Regions from separate parts of the Mus musculus genome. Here region 1 is linked to region 2. The links are chromatin contacts, called in public promoter capture Hi-C maps. All regions are on one chromosome and are shown on one strand. Each heading gives the region's core, a stretch centred on a gene start, on an enhancer-like site or on the middle of the called end of the contact. The rest is flanking DNA. Distances are from core to core; before and after follow the strand shown. Region 1 overlaps Vwf (Von Willebrand factor). Region 2 overlaps Vwf (Von Willebrand factor).

Region 1 (3,975 bases), core at 239-2,738, 51 kb before region 2:
CTAAATGAACGAGTAAAGAAGTTGGCATAATATAACCTTTTGTAAGCATTTAATCAAACAGTTATTTAGAGCAGTTTGGCAGCCTCCTCTCTAAGTTTTGAAGCCATACGTTTTGTCGAGGCCCTAAATATTTTCAAAGGCCCTGATTTAGGCACTAAATATTTCTGTTTGGAAAGCCCCCAGGCCTTGAGCACTGGGCTCATAATGCCTAGTGTATCCATGGTCCTGGTGCCAACCCAGTTTCTCATCAATGCCAGAAACTGGAACTAAATACACAACTCGCTATCTAAAACCCGCTCTCCCAAATCTGGACCCAGAGCAATGTGAAAGAAATCATGCCAAGACCGGAGAGACAGCAAGGAAGCCCACTGAAGGAGGAAGTGCCCGGCTAGTCAAGTGGAAGGCTGACTCCCAGGCAGCGGCAGCTAAAACCAGCTCCATGTGGTTTTCCTGAAGCTCCGCTCTGCCCCTGCCATGGATCACACAGAAAATGCCTCTCACCTCCATGTTACTGTGCAGCTCAGCAGAGACGCCAGCATGCTTAATCTCAATGGACTTCATGCAGGCTTGTTTTGCCCCGGGGCTGCAGGCCCCATTGTGGAGGAGCACTTCCAGGTCCTGCTCCTTGTTTTGAAAGATGACATAGGAGCAGCTACCAGTAAGCTTGAAATTCTGCCCATCGAAGGTGACGATGTGCCGAGTGGAACTGCCCGTGCACACACCTGAGTGGGGAAAGCCAATGCTAGACGGACGGTATCCAGCCCACCTCATGCATGTCTGCAGCGATGCAGACATGCATGCTGCACATAGTCAACGTGAGCCAGCCACTGGGGTGAGGGAGGGGGAACTGCTCCAGGAAAGAAAGTGACAACACTTCAAGGGTACATGGTAATGTTGAAAGCATGAGGAACTAAGCAAGCTATTCATGACGGCACTGTAAAGAAAATTCACCTCAAGACACAAGTGTCCCTCCAGCTAACAGCACTAGTAGCTGCAGTGACTTAGCCCATAAGAGATTACACCAGAGAAATATTTCCTAGGCCAAAATAAACAGTCGGATCTCAGAACTCACTCGGGACCCAGTCACTCACATAATCAGCAAATTCTCAAGGTCCCTATTAATACAATGTGGGAAAGTTAACCATTGTGCTTCCACGTAAGATGACTCTGGGAGAATATCCCCGCTTTGAATGTGCCAGTGCCACAGATTTGAAAGTGAGTCTTGGACCTAAGGGACATTGGAGATGATTTTTTCACACAAATCATGACTTGTTTATGGGGGTGAATTTTAACACACACACAAGCAATGAAAGGCAAGTTCAGTGTGAGACCCCATCAACACCCCTGACTCATAACTAGGCCTGGGCACTGCCAACTTTTGCAGGTGATTATCAACATAGCGTGACTGGCAGGGCTGCTGTGCCATCTCTCAGAGCTGGGCAGCCTCCATGGCTTTCACCCAATTCCTTGAACACGTATCCTTTTCCAAGTAACAGATTGAATGCCATGCTCCCAAGGGTACTCGTGCTGCTAGTGAGCCCTGTTGGGACTTGAGTAAGTGTACCCCAAAGGCTTGGCTGCCAGATGATGGCACTGTAGGATGTCCAGGGATCTAGCTGAGTAGACGGAAGTTAGGTTATCAGCACATCAGCCCCTTCATAGAGCCATGAGGTGAGCGGCCCTCTCCTGCCGCCACATGTTCTTGCTAGAATGGGCTACCTCACCATGGCCCAAAACTCAAATGGATCCAGGTGACCGTAGACAACCCCCCACCCCCCAGGCTGTGGGTGAAGATAAACCTTTCTTCTTTTTAACTTTGTAGTATCAGGTATTTTGACATAGCTGTGGGGAACTGAGTAAAATGTTCCCTACTATTCAGCTGTTAATAGTGTTATATCAAGCAAACAACCTCAATTACCAATGACAATGAATCAGTACATCCCAAGACAAAGATTGTTAACCAGAATATCTCTGTCCACCACCACATCAACTGTGACATGGTAAGTTAGAGCCAAAGAAGCTCAGAATTGTGTTGTGTCTTGCCAATTGCTTACTTAAAGGCACAGTTAAACTGTTGAACTTCAGTGATCTTCTCCCATCTCTCTTGCCTAATGGGGTTGCAATCACTACCCTTGGGGACTGTCATAAGAGTTGCAATCTAGACCAGACGCCAGCCTAAGAGTACATGACATGAATGTTTTGTTTGATAAATAGATCCATAAATCTTATGACTAAGTCAATGCCACAGATGAAATTCAACAGTGTGGGAGGCATATAGAATCTTAGGCACTTCCATTTTCACAATACTAATTTATCTTTCAACAAACCATCACTGTGTACTCCTGTTTAGTGGCAAGGTCTGTCTCTCTCTTTCTTTCTTTCTTTCTTTCTTTCTTTCTTTCTTTCTTTCTTTCTTTCCTTCTCTCTTTCTGTTGTTTATGGGTATTTTGCCTGCATGTGTGCCTGTCCAGTGTGACTATGGAGACCAGACAGCATCAGATCCTCTGGAGCTGAAGTTATGAGAGTTGTGAGCTGCCATGTGGGGGGCTAGACATCCATCCTGGGTCCTCTGGAAGAACACCATGTGCTTGTAATCAGTGACCCATCTCTCCAGCCCCTACCAGTTGTAATGGGCCACATCTATTGACACACTCCGTTGTGTGACACACTCCCGAGACACAGGAAAGGTTAAAGTAACCCAACTACAGAATGAGAAGCTGAGGTACACACGATAAAATGTTATCAGAGAGCTACAAACATTTTCACAATTATACCACTCATCAATGCGCCTTCGAATCCACTCTACCTCCTCTCTCCACATTTTCTCCACATTCTGGCATCTCAGAGTCACCCTACAGAGCAGAGAAGTAGCTACCACTGAGTACCACATTAAGCCTTTGTTTAGTCCTGTTGTCAAGAACAATGGATACACACTACTGAAGTCAACTGACAAACAGAAAGACGGAAAGAGACTCTGGGCGTTGGAACTGAGCTTAGTGGTACTGTGCAAGCCTAGCACATGTGAGGTGCCAGGTTCCTAGCACAAAACCCAAGGGAAGGGACCGGGAAGGTATGTGGCAACTGAGAAGTGACACATAAAAAGGAAAAAAGAGGGAAAACAGGGGCCTGGAGAGACATTTTTTAAAAGCTAAAACAACAGGAGTCATAAAATTCTGGGCATATACTGAGGAGATGGCTTTCCCACACTGGCTCCATGAATGAGAAACCTCCTAACCCCTGAGAGTGACAGGAGTCTGTCAAAATGACTTTCAAAGTGACTCCTCACTGAGTGGAGACTCCCCCCCCCCAAAAAAAAGGTCACAGGAGAAAACTGTATGACGCAATGTACACTAATTAAAATATACTCAAATCTATATAAACCATAAAAACCACCTTGAATAAGAACTGTAAAAACTAAGAATAAACAGGGCCAGCGAGGTGCTCATGCTGCTGAGACTGAGTCCCGTCCCCAGAGCCTACGCGACAGAAGGAAAGAACTAAGCTCTTTGACTTCCACATGGGCTATCACAAACACAAGACAAAGCAAGAAAACAGAGAATAAAAGAAATACACAGAACAGAAATTGGTGTTGAAAAAGTTGACTGGGCTCTGGAGAATAAAGATGGTGGTGGGGAGGACCCAACTAAAATCAAATCACAAAATGAAGGGCCCAGGGAGAATAGACCAAAATGAAAATGCAATGAGAAACACTGAAGAAAGCAAGAAACGTGTGTGTGTGTGTGTGTGTGTGTGTGTGTGTGTGTGTGTGTGTGAAGGAAGCAGCCAGGGATGCAGAGAGGATGTCCAGACGATGTGGGAGCAGAATGCTTTAAAAGGCATTAGAAAGGAACTGGCATTTAAAGACTGAGGCTGACTCATGAGAAGATTCTGGAACTTAAGGAAGACACAAATCTAGATGTTGAAAACATGTGACAAATGTCTGGTATTTTTTTTCTCCTAGATTGGTTGTCCCTG
Region 2 (3,673 bases), core at 560-3,059:
GACCATATGTAACTCTAGTTTAAGGAAATCTGACGCCCACACCCTGAAACTCAGAGTTCCACCTACCTTCCTCCTCCAGACTATCTGCCCAAACTCCTGCCCTGCTAACCTCTCTCTGACACAAAAGCACCTCTGCAAACCTTTGATCGAGAACACCTCCCCAGAGAGTCCTCCTCAGCTGTCCCTTCACTCAGTGTGATTGACAGGCACCTCCGAGGGAGGTCTCAAAAGGAAGCTTCAAGATTCTGTCTCCCAGTTGTCTAAGCCTGGACACTAGCCAAATGTCTCCAGAGGAAAAACAACAAAACAGTAAGCAGGGTTTAACTGCCCAGGGGACCACGGTGCAGGAGCAAAGACCATCTTTGATGGCAGGAATCTACCACAGCTTAGGACAGATGCAAATTCAACTAGAACAATGGCATTATTCAATGCTGCATAACTTTATACGATGCCAAAGACCGTGGGCCAGGTCCCACGTCTGCCTTGCCTGACATTACAAGCAAAGGATTCCAGCATTCCAAACTCACACCACGGCATGCTCATACAAGGAATGAACACTAGGTGGCAGCATTTACAGGCACTCTCAGCCAGGCCTATGCAACTCCAAAGTCCATGGCTTCTGTAAGGAGTTCCAACTTACTTTTACGCAGGAACCCACCCCATTACCAGCCAAGAGCAGAAGGCAGGAGAAATGGCTGCAAAAGAACTGTAGCCCCAAGTTTGTCACTGGGGCCTGTTTCCAAATGAAATTATTCAAAGAAAGTACCTTTGAAAAGGACAGGTGGACCCAGACCCACAAGTTGTCAGAAGAGTTTGAATTGATTGCCTAAAGGAGGTTAACTGGTTATGGAGTTCTCACCACAGAAGCCAGGCTCCCGCCACCCGATGTGCACGCCTTTTCGGGCACACTCGGCAGCATAGTTAGCTACTGCGTTACACAGGCAATCCCGGCTGTCGGAGCAGGAGCAAACATCATAACGGCAGTTCTGCAGATAGGGCAGAGGGCTGACTGCGTGGTGGCAGGCCTCGAACTTGGAGGACGTCAGGAGCGCACAAGCCTCCTCTGCAAACCTGGCTGTTGAAGAGAAAGGAGAGCCTGTGCAGAACAAGACGTGGCCCTGCCCGTTCCTCTGGGGCCAGCCTCAGGGACTCTAACATCCATACCTCACCCCACCCTCTTCCCCACAAACAAAGCCAGTTCCCTTTTCTGTTGCTACCAAAATTAATCTATCTGGCTCTGGCTTCTGGTGCCAATGTACAGTTCTGCGTTTGGCTCAGTAACGGGTAAATGTGCGTTCCCCAAAGACCCACTGACCGGAGACGGTGGTTAGAGTAGCAGAAGCTAGCAAGAGCAGAGATGTCGCAGCACCGTGTCCACACAGGGTCACTGCAGCGCATCTATCATACAAGTCAACTTTAAGCTCCCACACCCACCGCTGCTCTAGACTGGGTCTTTTCCGGGCCAGAAACGACCCAATATTCTATTCTTTCTTGGGATTTCACCCATGGATGGAGGGTGTTCAATAAACAAACTTTGAAAAGGAAATGAGCCAAATGTGGATCTCAACGGCCAGTGGTCAAAATAAAGGCTGGGCCAATGGCTCCGCCTTTGCCTTCCCTCTCTCTGTGTCCCGTGGAATGCCTGCCTGGACCACGGGAGACCCCGGGGTCTGCGGCTCACATACTCAAGCGTGGATTCAGGCTGCAGGGGTCGCTGTGTTGCCTGCGCAGGTCCGAACAGTCCCCTTGAAGCTTCCAGGCGTTTCCGAAGTCTACCACCAGGGGCTCCACCAAGCCGGCCGGCGTGAGGAAGTCGTCTCCCTTGTTGCCGTTGTAATTCCCACACAAGCCACAGGTCTTCCCAGAATAGACTGGGGACAGCTGCCGGAAGAAGCCGGGCCTTGGAGCAGCTGTCCCCCAGTGCCACAATGGTTCCACTTAGTTAATGAGATCATTTGCACCAAAAAATTTCCCCAGGTGAAAAATTAATGTCAGGACGACTAAGTCCCGGGCTGCGAACTGGAGGACCACTGCAAGCTATGCAGCTAGGTGTCGTGCAGCTGGCTGTCGCTCCTCAAAGAAAAGTCAGCCAGAAGGATTCTAGGAATTAGGGGGAGAGAGAGAAGAAGAAGGAGGGGGGGAGGGGGAGGGGAGGAGGAGGGACACAGGGAAAGAGAAGAGAAGGAGGAGGGAGATAGGGAAAGAGAGAAAGAGGGAGAAAGGGGGAGGGAGAGAGGGAGGAAGAAGAGGGGGAGGGAGGGAGAGATTGCCTAAGATCCCATCGAGGGTGACACGGCTGGAAAGAGCAAGCAACTTGAATCCCCCAGACCTTCGTGCTCCCTATGTCTGTGACTAAAGTGACTATCAACAGACATGGGCTAAGCAACAGTGAGAGAACATGCAAACTGTTCGTTGGACAGATATTAGTTACAAACAGACAAGGCAGACTGAGGACGGTGTAGTCCAAGCCCCCAGGAGCTTGTGTCTGGTGTCCAGGAGCAACACCTGTCTTCTAATCTCCTGCTGAGGACACCAGGAAGGAAGCAGGGCTCAGATTCTATCCCCTTCTCTCAAGGAAGCAGGGCTCAGATTCTAGCCCCGTCTCTCACTCGCTGATCAGACCTCAGCAGTGAGCCATGATGAGTTTGACCCCAAAGTGCACACTCAGGGCCAAGCAGTGGTGTGGAGGCAGCTTTTTCCCAGGACAGCTGGGGCGCCACTGAATTCCATGGTGCAGATTTGAAGAACTGGTAGGGACCAGACCCCAAGAGTCCAATGATAGCTCTGTGGGTAATCAGTGAAACCAGGTGGTCCCCGCACACCCCCCATCCTGATGATCCAAAGTCTCACAGGTCAGGCCTGAGTCCCCGTAGTCATCTTGGAAGCCCCTTCTAGCTCCCAGCTGTGACTTAACAAGGTGCATGTGGAAGGTTCCAGACCCACAGACATACATGCAACTAAGAAAGGTGGGCAAATGGCCTTCCTTGTTTGTTTTACAAATGCCAAGTCACACACACACACACACACACACACACACACACACACACACACACACAAGGCAATCAAGGTCTTTTCCCTGACTTTCCAGCTTAAAACTAAAGCACACTGCTGTGACCTCGGATGCTGTTTCTCAAAGCCATGAGGGTCTTTCAAGGTCCTTCCAGACTGAATATTTCCATAATTCCATGATCTCGTTCTTGTCTGTCCCTTCTCATTGCCTTACAAGCACACAGTGGAATTTTCCAGAGGCCCTGTGATCTGAAATGCTGTAGCAGATTGATTGCAGAAAGAGATATGAGAATCCAGCTGTCTTCTATTAAATGAATCGTTAAGGAGATCTGCAGCCATGTGCGGCCATGGTATTTTTCTTGCTGCTTACTTACTGTTGTCTCCTGATCCCCGTCTAACTTATTTTTCAAGGGAAAAGTACTTACAAATGTCTGTTAGGAAACAAGGTTTAGTATTATGTTATAAATGAGTTAAGTGCTTTAATGCCTCCGCGTTAACATTTTTTCTGTCTGGGGTTTTGCTTTTCTGTTTGTGTCAGGATCATACTATTGAGCTCAGGTCGGCTGAAACTCACCATGTAGCCCAGGCTGGCCTCCAGCCCCTGTCACCTTCCTCCTCATCTCTGGGATATGTCTCTATGCTCAGCTTTGATTTAGCCATTAGC

Evidence for each region. Capture Hi-C pulls out chosen DNA fragments and counts their contacts.
Region 1: a contact with region 2 is called in a promoter capture Hi-C map of adipose tissue. The contact joins two enhancer-like sites. A contact is called at or near these places in 1 of 15 datasets of contacts at CTCF or cohesin (embryonic stem cells), 42 of 484 Hi-C or Micro-C datasets (the CH12 cell line, ECoMG myeloid progenitors, the HPC-7 cell line and 28 more), 2 of 115 datasets of contacts at active chromatin or transcription factors (embryonic stem cells and pancreatic cancer cells) and 3 of 9 other capture datasets (adipose tissue, liver and pancreatic islet).

The regions. Positions count from the first base shown.
Region 1 is chr6:125,651,779-125,655,753 of GRCm38.p6, reverse strand. Vwf (Von Willebrand factor) reads right to left here. Exons shown (of 52, transcript NM_011708.4): 35 at 502-722. Among named protein-coding and RNA genes, the nearest start is that of Ano2, 37 kb to the left of the region's middle. Within about 2 kb of position 1,488, at least 6 of the 459 cell types and tissues checked have an H3K27ac peak or open chromatin away from gene starts, as enhancers often do. A contact at or near this core is called in adipose tissue, where this site is marked.
Region 2 is chr6:125,601,532-125,605,204 of GRCm38.p6, reverse strand. Vwf (Von Willebrand factor) reads right to left here. Exons shown (of 52, transcript NM_011708.4): 14 at 1,686-1,881; 15 at 860-1,075. Among named protein-coding and RNA genes, the nearest start is that of Vwf, 50 kb to the right of the region's middle. Within about 2 kb of position 1,809, at least 165 of the 459 cell types and tissues checked have an H3K27ac peak or open chromatin away from gene starts, as enhancers often do. A contact at or near this core is called in adipose tissue, where this site is marked.